Linked DNA regions of Oryctolagus cuniculus: region 1 is linked to region 2. The links are chromatin contacts, called in public Micro-C maps. All regions are on one chromosome and are shown on one strand. The core of a region is the stretch at or near the end of the contact, and the rest is flanking DNA. Distances in the headings are between cores, read along the strand shown.

The links. A called contact is a pair of places that touch in the nucleus more often than the background predicts.
Region 1: a contact with region 2 is called in a Micro-C map of ear pinna, with 4 times the contacts expected there. The contact joins the promoter of ERBIN here to the enhancer-like site in region 2. A contact is called at or near these places in 2 of 6 Hi-C or Micro-C datasets (ear pinna and psoas muscle).

What each region holds. Positions count from the first base shown.
Region 1 is chr14:86,862,860-86,868,418 of mOryCun1.1, reverse strand. ERBIN (erbb2 interacting protein) reads right to left here and starts at 2,137. Exons shown (of 23, transcript XM_070056803.1): 1 at 1,745-2,137.
Region 2 is chr14:86,799,159-86,804,601 of mOryCun1.1, reverse strand. No RefSeq gene overlaps it. Among named protein-coding and RNA genes, the nearest start is that of ERBIN, 64 kb to the left of the region's middle. Within about 2 kb of position 2,386, at least 3 of the 8 cell types and tissues checked have an H3K27ac peak or open chromatin away from gene starts, as enhancers often do. A contact at or near this core is called in ear pinna, where this site is marked.

The DNA of each region.
Region 1 (5,559 bases), core at 888-3,387, 64 kb before region 2:
ATTCTTCTCCAGGAGGAGGGGGGAAACCAAGAACTTTATCAAAAATCAGGTGTTTAGTCATTATCAGGTGCTACAATAATTTTTACATAAAATTTATGAACACAAATACCTTTGTAAAGTGGTAATTCTGGGTCAAACTTGCTCTATTATGGCTTTGTTGCTCTGAGGCCAAGTATGAACCATATAAGGAAACTGAAGTTCAATGTCATTTATTTTGTTCCATTCTTTCAGATGCCCAACAACAACCTCCTTTGCTGCCTAATACATGGTCTGAATTCATAAAGTAGATCAGCTGTGCACTTTAAATTCCTTGATAAGGCTAATTTGGCTTAAAAGGAATTATATGATGGTTCACAATTAAAAAAAAAAAACAGAAATCACACTCTCAGAAAAAAAAAAAAAACAAAGCAATACAGTTAAAAGTCTCCCATTTTGAAAAGTACTTTTAAAAGACGAAGTAGCAAATATCAAGTTGTGAAATAATTTGATCCTGATTTTAAAATTTACCTTTTCTCTCTGAACGGAAGTCAGCTCTTTCTCCTGGGGTTTACAGTAATTACTTTGCTAGTATTTGATAAACTAGGCATCGATTTATATTAAAATGATTCCACAGATGATCATATTTTCTTAGCATTTACTCACAAATACAATATTTTTTCACTACCTTTACCACAAAAGTACTGGGGAAAAAAATAAACTTAAGACACTAAAACGCCGCTGAAAGCAGGGAGTGGGTTTGCCATGACCCAAACGCGTTGACTCTAGGAAGTCTACCCATTGGCTCAGGGGTGTTCAGAGCTCTGCCTGCTGCTAGTAGGTCTGTCACGCTTCACGGAGTCCTGCCCCACACTAAGTTCCTCTCCCTTATTAGGCCGAACCGAACGAAACATTTGGGCCAACACAAAAATCTAAATATCCTAGTATTCAAAGGCACAGCTTTTTTTATATCCCAATCAGTGTGGTTCCCAAGAAAATCTTTGAAGCGTTTTACTTCCCTCCCTACATAGTCAGTGCTGACCTGCACGGCAGTCCGAGCAAATCAAGCTGCGTTTTAATTACACACCTTCATCTGTAATCCTCACTCCCTCCTTCTCCATCCTAATGGTTCAGTCACAAGAAAAGTCTAGCAGACGCTTGCTTTCAATTAATGAAGGAAATATTTTAGGAGTCAACACCTGAAAAGGACAAGTTAACACACGTGAAAAAAAAAAAAAACATTACCTGCCCTGAAAACTAAAGCTGGCAAAAAGTTGCTTGTCCCTAAAATCCAATAAACTAGACGCAACAAGGCTCTGAACCAAAAACAGTCTCTGCGCGATGAACTCCAAAGCCAAAACCATCGCTATCAGCACAAACAAACGCGGCAGCCATCTCAACAGCCGCAAATCGACGGAACTTTCCTCCCAACCAAGTCGCCAGACAGGAGCTTCGCACACCTCGCAGAGGCTCCAGAAAACGAAAACTTCTGGAGCTCGCGCTCAACAAAGGCACTCTTTCTCCAGGCGGCCCAAACTTCCCGTCCCACTGCATTCTTACCATCGCTTCTACACAAACCACAGCCCAGATGGCAGACCGGGGCTTAAAAAACAAAACAAAACAAAACACACACAGCTCTCCCACTTCACCACCTAGAACACTGTGCGCTCCGATCCGAGCAAAGAACTGACGGAAACTTGGGCAAAAGGATCGCCCCTTTTCCGGTCCGTGCACTGTGTGTCTTCCAGACGCTTCTCGCGAAAATTACCTTTCGGCCGGACGGCGTCTCAGGGCTGCTTTTTCCAGGCTTCGCTGCCCATGATTCCCTCGCCCGCGTTAGTCACTTCGCATCCAGCCGAGTCTCTCCGGTGAGAACGGATGTGCAGCGGCCGCCCGCAGCAGCAGAGTAGGCTGCCCGGGTGGGGGTTGGGATGCGGGCTGGCTTCCTGGTCTCGAGTTTGCAGGAGTTTCCCAGCCCCAACTAGGATCTCCGCCGAGAGGAGGAGGAAAAAAAAAAAAAAAAAAAAAAACTTTTTCACTCGTGACACCGCCCGGAATTGCCGTGCGAAACTCACTTCCTGCCTCGGCGCAAGGCAGGAGCCAGCTCCGTCCAGGGGAACCCGGAACCCCAGCGCGCGCGCCGCGGAGGGGGAGGGGAGGCGCCGTCGGCCGGGCCCCGCGCGCCCCGCGCCCCCGACGGCGGCGGCGGCGGCCGAGACGCCGCCCGGGCGCTCGGCGGGCCGCGGCCGCGCTAGGCCGGCCCTGCTCCTCGCCGCCGCCCCCAGAGCCGAGCGGCCGGTTATTGTCTCGCTAGCGCCTGCCGCGCCCTTCGCCCGCGCCGCCGCCGCCGCCCGGAGCCGAGGGGCCGGGCAGGCTCGATGGCGGCGCCCTCGTCGGGCCGGCCGTCCTTCTGTCCGTTCCTCGCAGCGTTCCCTGCTCGCCCGCCTCTCGCTTTCCCGCCGCCGCGCCGCCACTCCCCTGCTGCTGCTTCTTCCCCGGCGGCGGCGGCGGCGGCCGCACGGGGCGCGGGGCTGGGGTGGGCGGCAGCCCGGTCCTCCTCACGAGTTCGCGGGGCCGCGGCGGGGGCCGAGGCTGCGTCCCGCGCCGCCGCGCCACCTTCGCTCGGGCGAGAGACGGCGAGGGGAGGGGCCCGGCGGGAGGGAGCGGAGAGCGACGAGGAGGAGGAGGAGGAGGAGGAGGAGTGGGGCTGGGGCGCAGGGGAGTGACCGCCGCGCAGGCCGCGGCGGAGGCTACGGCGCCACCGCCCCGCCGGCGAGGGGGGAGAGGCTGCGCGCGGCCGCGCGGCGGAGGGGGCGGGGCGGCCTCCCGCGGGCTGCGCCCCAACCGCCCACAGCCGGGCCGGAGGCCGGCGCGAGCCAGTCAGCGCGCGCGCGCGCGCGGGGGCCGCGCGGCCGACGTCGGCGGCGGGGGGCGGCGGGGCCTGGGGGGAGGGGCCCCGCCGTCCGCGGGTTCGCGTGCCGGGCGCGGCGTGAGGCCCGCTCGGGCGCCGGTCCCCGGGGGCCTGCCTGCGGGCTCCGTGACCCCCCGCGCACGCCGGCTCCCCAGCCCGTGGCGAACGCAGACGACGCCGCCGACCTCGGCCCGGGAACGCAGAGCCCTCAGGCCGCCGCCGCCGCGCTGGCCGGTTGAGTTTCTTTGTACACAGCGGCCGGTGCGCCGGGGGCTGTTCGAGTCCAGCCCCGATTTGCAGGCAGCAGGTATCCGCTGCGGCCGCTGCACTCCAACTTCTTGTAATGGCACGCTCGGGTTGCAAGCCGCCGCCGCAGCGGCCCAGCCGAGCTTCCCACGCCAGCCCTCGCTCGCTCGCTGGCCCCGCCGCGCAGCTGGGGCTCCTCCAGGGTTCGGCCTCGCACCGGCGCGGAGACAAAGCTGGCGCTGGCCGGGGGAAAATGGCCCGCGAAATTGCCTCGAGCTCGCGCCTTTGTTAGAAGAAACGCCGGCTGCCCTCTGAAGGCGACGCAGGCTCCCCAGCCCAGTGGTTTCGGTGGCGCAGCGGTTGGCTTGCGCTGGCCCTCGTAATTCATCCTGGCGGCTTTTGCGTTTAGAGAGAGACTCTTTAGCGTCCTGTCAACACATACGGCATAGAGAGCGTGAGCCATAATATTGCACAGTTGTTGCAGTTGCCGCATTAAATATGTTGACAGACGGCCTTGTTTTACCCGGAGGAGGAGCGGAATGGGTACGGGGAGACCTTCCCTCCACCCCCGCCTCTGCTCTGCTTCACTGTGTACAGCGATGGTGCTTTGGGCCCCAGGTCCCCGGAGGCACTGGTTCAGGTCTTCCGTCTGTATTCCAGAGATAATTGCTTATTATCAAGTTTGAGTAAAGAGCTATATGCCCTACAGACAATTCTTGGCCTGCATCCAAAGGGAAGAATTCATAAAGTGCACAAAGAATTACTTACCTAAATGAGTTGTGCACAAGTGACAAACACTGGAGATAACTCCGGTCAGCTTTTAAGGGATGGGAACATTGTCACTGCTCCCAGAACTGCTGGCATTGACACAGGTATTAGTCCCTTGGTGTAGAGCCTAAGTTGAAAATTAGCACCAAAATGTACAGGTACATTTAGTGCTGAAACAGAGAGGCTAGAGCATAAACTGGAAGCTAAGGAATGGCAAGCAGGCAGGTATGCTAGTAACACCAAGCTCGGTATCTATTTTATATGAATATTAATCGTAACCATTGCATAAGAAGCTAAAGTTAGCATATTATACAAGCTATTTTTAATTGTCGCACTTTGGAAAACTAATGAGTCTGATCAGAACTTAGTGGCATAGCTCTGAACTAAAAATGTCACCCGCCTAAAGCATACCAGGATGGAGTGACTCCCATACCCGTGAGCAACCAGCAGGACTTTGGCATTCCAGGGTCCCCCCCCCCCCCACACACAAATGTGATACCACGGATACAAATAAACTTAACACCCTTCCCCAGAACCTAAATAAAGAAGACCAGTCCACATCTAGGATAAGGATTGCCCTGATTCTAGCCTTTTTGACTTAAACTAACACTCAGAATCAACTTGGCTAATTACCATTGGGATTAGAAAGTCTCTATAACCAAAAACCCCTTCTCCAGTTCACCTGAAATTCTGCCATTAGAGTTTTATCCCTTTGAGTAGTTTGTTTCTCCAAAGCCATAATCCCAGGAAAAGTAATGGTTTAAGCCCTATTTATCCCTAATTCATCAGATGGTCTCCCTAAAGCAGCTTTTGATGGTAAGGAAAAGTAGAGAGAACATATGCTGATGCTGAGTAGATAGATAAGAGGAGAAAATGTGATTTCATTCCTTGGAGCACTATTTGGAAAGTAGAGGCGAATAGTTAATGAAATAACCTTCGTTTGATTGTTACGTCCAACTTGCTCTTACCCAAACTCCAGCATTAAGAGGATGGAAGCCAGGAAACACTTATCAGGAGCTGTCTGTTCTGTGAGCTGGTTTGCTGGCAGTCCCTTCTGAATTCTGCATTGGTGTTCATACAGAAGAGTGAAATGATGTTATATGATCAAGGCATCCAATACTCAGAAATAATGACTCATTTGTGTTACTCATCATTGACTACTTAGTTATAATTCATATGAACAGCACACACAGATACAGCTAAATCTTCCATTGGTTCTTCTTTACAAAGTGTTCCTGTTCCATACTTGTACTGAATAGTTTCCGTTGAAAACCCTCCCATAGGACCTTGAACTAAGATGGACTCAACTTTTTGGTTATGATCAAAACAAGAGCTGAATCCCCTACCCCCACCCTGCACCCTCAACAAGGCTGCCTATGAGTCTGTAATGATTGAGTGATATCTGGGACCAACTTAGAGAGCGAGCTAATAGATGTTTTGCTGATAGGGCATCTTCATCTTCCCCACTGTGGGACTCTAAATAATTCTCTGGGAAAGGGAATCTTTTCTTTGGGATTCTCCTTCCCAGTGGCTGGGCTCAGGAAAGTCATTACTGTCTGATGCAGGTAAGCTGCTTCCTGTGGAGGAAAGCCTCAAGGGACCCACTAAGGGGAATGAGCCCCAAGAAAGGGCCAATCTACTGTTTTGCGGGCATTTGG
Region 2 (5,443 bases), core at 1,137-3,636:
GAAAGAGATCTTCCATTCACTGGTTCACTCCCCAGATGGCCGTAATGACCAGGGCTGGGCCAGGCTGAAACCAGGAGCCTGGAACACCGTCTGGCTTTCCCCCATGAGTGGCAGGGGCCCAAGCACTTGGACCATGTTCTGCTGCTTTCCCAAGTGCATTAGCAGGAACCTGCACCTGAAGCAGAGCAGCTGGCACTCATACTGGCCCTCTGAAATGGAATATCAGTCTTGTAGGTGGTGGCTTAACCCACTGAGCCACAATACCAGCCCCACAAAGTTCTTTAATCAACTCGATTTCTTGTGCTCTTTTATTATAACTATGGGAAGTAGGTAAAGCAAGTGTCAATAGAGTTCTTTTAAAGATACTGAAATGAAGGCTTAGAAAAATTAAGAATTTGACCAAGATGCACTAGCTGGTAGATGGCAGAGGGGGCACTTGCTTTTCAAGTAACATCACAGTATTGTAACCCTGCTTTGCAGATTCAAAATAGGGTTAAACTATTAAATCACAGTAAAACTGGGTTCTAATCTGAATGTTTTCGTTCATGAGTAAGATAAATACTGCTAGCTACTGATTTAGGAAATACTTTCATTCCTGAAAACAACCAGAGGGGCATGCACTTGGTGGAGCAGCTAAGACAGGGCTTGGGAAACCCAGATCCCATACTGTAGTGCCTGCGTTTGATTCTTGGCTAAGATCTTTATTCCACCTTCCTGCTAATGTAGGCCCTGGGAGGCAGCAGGTGATGGCTCAAGTAGTTAGGTCGCTGCCACCCACCTGGGAGATTCATATTGAATTTCCAGTTTCTGGCTTTGGCCTGACCCATGCCTGGATGTTGCAAGCAGCTGGGGAATGAACCAGCAAATGGGAGATCACTGTGTCTTTGCCTCCCTCTGCACTGCCAAAAAAAGAACCTAAGGGACCGGCGCTCTGGCGTAGCGGGTAAAGCTGCCGCCTGCAGCACTGGCATCGCAGATGGGTGCCAGTCTGAATGCTGGCTGCTCCACTTCTGACCCAGCTCTCTGCTACAGTCTGAGAAAGCAGTAGAAGATGGCCCAAGTCCTTGGACCCCTGCACCCATGTAGGAGACCTGGAAGAACCTCCTGGCTTCCGATCGGCACAGCTCCATCTGTTGCGGCCATCTGGGGAGTGAACCAGCAGATAGAAGACCTCTCTCTCTCTGCCTCTGCCTCTTTATAACTCTGCCTCTCAAATAAATAAATAAATCGTTAAAAAAAAAAAAAGAGTAAAGGTCATGGCAACAGTTTAAAAAAAAAAAAAGAACCCGCAGTTTCTTCTATTAGTAGCAGCACCAAAAACTACTTCTAAATATTTTCTTTGTGCCAAGCGCTATGTTAAACATTTTATATGCTTAGATATGTATACATATGTGTATCTAGATATATATATATATATGCATGTGAAATGCTCCATATCTCTTTGATCCTTAGAACAACCGTCTGAGGTAGGTATTATATATTTTTTTAGATAATAACAATAGCTAACTTTCATGATCCTGTGGTCTGTGCAAGAACTGTATATGTGCATTATCTTATTTTAATCTGCCCCAAAACCTTCCGAGATAGGGGGCCACTATTATTATCCCAGTTTGCTAATGGAGATACATATAATTATATAATTAATAAGTTTAAAGGTTAATTATACAAACAGAATAAGATAACATCTAATAAATATAAATATAAATATAATATATAATTTAAAGGGCTTGCCAGGATGTTCTGGCCGGAACCAGCCCCATTAAAAATAATCTTTGAAGTAGAGACTGGAGAGAAAACAGTTCTTGGGGTGAAATGTAGCTGAAAGCATGTTTGTACCTCCCTGTGAGACCACTCCTCCCCCAGAGTTGTAGAATAAGGAGATACGTTGTAAAAGCAAAACAAAACAAAACTTGAATTCGGGCGAGTCGTTGTATTGGGCGGGTCATATGCAGTTTGAGTAAAAATAAACTCAGTTTGGCAACTGCACAATGAAGAATAAACTATTCTTAACACCCAGTAACACGTAAGAGCTTTCCCGAAGACACAGACAGTGATGGGGTCAGAGAAGTATGTTGTTTCAGGGCGTATGTTGCTATGAATACAGCAGTCTCGCTGCAGGAAGTATACACAGACAGCTCACAAAAACAGGAAAGTCGCTCCGGAAGCTGCTTTATAACTCCTGCTCTGAACCATGAAATTGCCATCGCGTCCTAAGGAATGAGTATCACAGCTCAGAAGAGGAAGGAAGAACACAGACCATCTCTCACTTTAATTCGCGTAATCCTGCGGTTATAATTCTGTGAAGACCGACCGAGGGAGAACAAGAATTGAGCTTTTGCTTTTCACACCAGCTCCTCGACTACACAGAGAAAGCAGCTGCATTTCTAGTTGGAGGTGGTGAACATGCAGTATTTGCCTACTCAGAGCACGTTTCCTCTTCTGGTAATAGACCGTCCCATGGAATTGTCTTTGGCAACCCCTTTCTGACTCATGCATGGTCTTTTTAAGGTGGGAAGGGCTGATTAGGTCCCTAGCTCCAGGGGCAGGCATGCATCAGGCAAGGGCAAATGGAAGCACATTATGGCATTCCCAGCAGGCATGAGGCAGAATACAGGATGAAGAGGCAGTCCCAGATCATACAGCTCCTGCCAAGCTGGGACTATAACCCAAGTCCCTAGGCTCTCAGCCAAAGCCCTTTTCTTACTAGCACACCACCGAACATACTGGGGCTGGAGTGGGATAAGAAGGTGCCAAAAAATTCCTGGAAAAAGAGTTTGTTTTGTAGCAAAACAATTTTGAAGTCCATGCCTAATTTTATCATAATATGTATTTCCCATGGATTTTTTTGAAAATCCCATATAGATAAATCAAAATAAAATGTGCTAATTTAAAAAGTAGGTGTTGGTCCCTTTCCATGCTAATAAGACACACTGTTTTGGGTTCTATGAGACTTATTATTTGTACATTAAGTCCCTGGAACATATGTCCACATTTTCTTCTCTGTCTTAAAAGAAATAATAATTTATATCAGATAAGAGGTGGCATTGATTATTTATTTTTTTTAAAGATTTATTTTATTTATTTGAAAGACAGAGTTACAGAGAAAGGTAGAGACAGAGAGAGAGGTCTTCCATCCGCTGGATCACTCCCCAGATGGACGCAACGGCCGGAGCTTTGCAGATCTGAAGCCAGGAGCCAGGAGCTTCCTCCAGGTCTCTCACGTGAGCTCAGAGGCCCAAGGACTTGGACCATCCTCCACTGCTTTCCCAGGCCATAGCAGAGAGCTGGATCAGAAGTGGAGCAGCCGAGACTCGAACCGTTGCCTACATGGGATGCCAGCGCTTCAGGCCAGGGCTTCAACTCGGTACACCACAGCACTGGCCCCGATTATTTATTTACTTATTATTATCTTAAAAGTTTTATTTATCTGTTTGAGAGGCACAGATGCAGAAAAAGAAAAACAGACACAGAAGACAGAGAGTTCTCTTTCACTAGTTCAATTCCAAAACTTATCCACATTGGCTGTGCTAAACCAGGCTGAAGCTGGGAGCCAAGAACTCAGTCTGGGTCTTCCACTCAGGTTGCAGCAACCCAACTACATGAGCCATTATCTGTTGTCTCCCAGGTATGCATCGGCAGGCAGCTGGAATGGAGAGTGGAGTTGGGACTCTAACCCAGGCACTTCAATATGAGTTAAAGGCATCTTAACTGCTATACCAAATACCTGCCCCTGATAATTTATTTTATTTTCAGCGTTATTCTATGGTCACTTAACATTATGTTACTAGGATACCACTATATATTTTACACAATTATGATTACATATGATTTATAGCCATGTGATGGGGGCTAGGAAAGAGACGGGAGTATTATTCCATAAGGCTTAGCGTAGTCATCTTGGAGTGACCAGATTACAGGTAATTTATCCTCATTCTTTATTTTTCCTGTTTTGTGGGTAATAATTATATTACAAAGATAAGTTTATACTTTTTTAAAAAGATTTATTTATTCATTTGAAAGTTAGGGTTACACAGTGAGAGAAGGAGAGTCAGAGAGAGAGAGAGAGATCCTCCATCCGCTGGTTCACTCCCCAATTGACCGCAACGGCCAGAGCTGTGTTGATCTGAAGCCAGGAGCCAGGAGCCAGGAGCTTCTTCTGAGTCTTCTACATGGGTGCAGGGGCCCAAGAACTTGGGCCATCTTCCACTGCTTTCCCAGGCCATAACAGAGAGCTGGATTGGAAGTGGAGCATCTGGGACTCGAACCAGCACCCATATGGGATGCTAGTACTGCCTTAGCTGCTACACCACAGCGTCAGCCCCAAGTTTATATTTTCTAAAAAAACTAATTATCCACTGATGCACTTCACAAATGCTCATCATGACCAGGGCTGAGCCATTCTGAAGCCAGGTGCTGGGAACCCAATTACTTGAGCTATCTCCACTGCCTCCCATCTTCTACATTAACACAAGGCTGGAGTCAGGTGCTGGAGCCGGGCATCAAACCCAGGTTCTTGGATGTGGGATGCACGCAGCCTATCCAGCATCTAAGTCACTAAGCTAAACATCTGCTTCATGGTATTTTTAAATTAATATGTATGAGAACTTAAATTGCTATGTATGAATCCACTTTCATTTTGGGAAACATTTGAACCAGAGGACAGAAAATCTTTGTCTCTGTCTCCCACTCTTTTTCTCCCTCTCAGCCATTCTGCCTTTCAAATAAATAAACGAAAATTTTAAAAATTATTTATTTATTTATTGGAGATGGCACTTGGGCCATCTTCCACTGCTTTCCCAGGCCATGGCAGAGAACTGAATGGGAAGTGGAGCAGCTGGGCTAGAAACATTGACCATATGGGATGCTGGAACCACAGGCAGGGGCCTAGTGCAGCACCGACCCCAATAAATGAATCTTTTTAAAAAATTAAAACATGGGGCTGTCATTGTGGTGCAGCAGATTATGTTCTGGCTGCTTCACTTCCAATCCCGCTTCCTGATAATGCACTGGCTATTGCAGCTATTTGGGAGTGAACCAGCATACGGAAGGTTCTCTTTCTCTCTCTCTCTCTCTCTCTCTCTCTCTGGCCTTCAAATAAATAAATAAATAAATAAGTCTTTTTTAAAAAAAGACTCATCTCATACTCCAAGAGTTAATTTCCTTAATATAGAAAGATTTCTTATAAAACAATAAGAAAAATGATTAATCATAGTTTGCAGGTCAGGAAATAAAAAAAGAATCATTACATATAAAGTTATTCTTATACTAAGAGAAATTCAAGATTTAAGGCCACAAGGAGATACCATTTTCTATTTAAAGACTAGCAAAGACTAGAAAGTTTGTTAGCTCTTTATTGGTGGGAGTGTGGGGAAACAGGCATTCCCACAGAACAGGGGAAAAGTAAGATGCCCACAGCTGTTCTAACCCACAGATCCAATCTCAA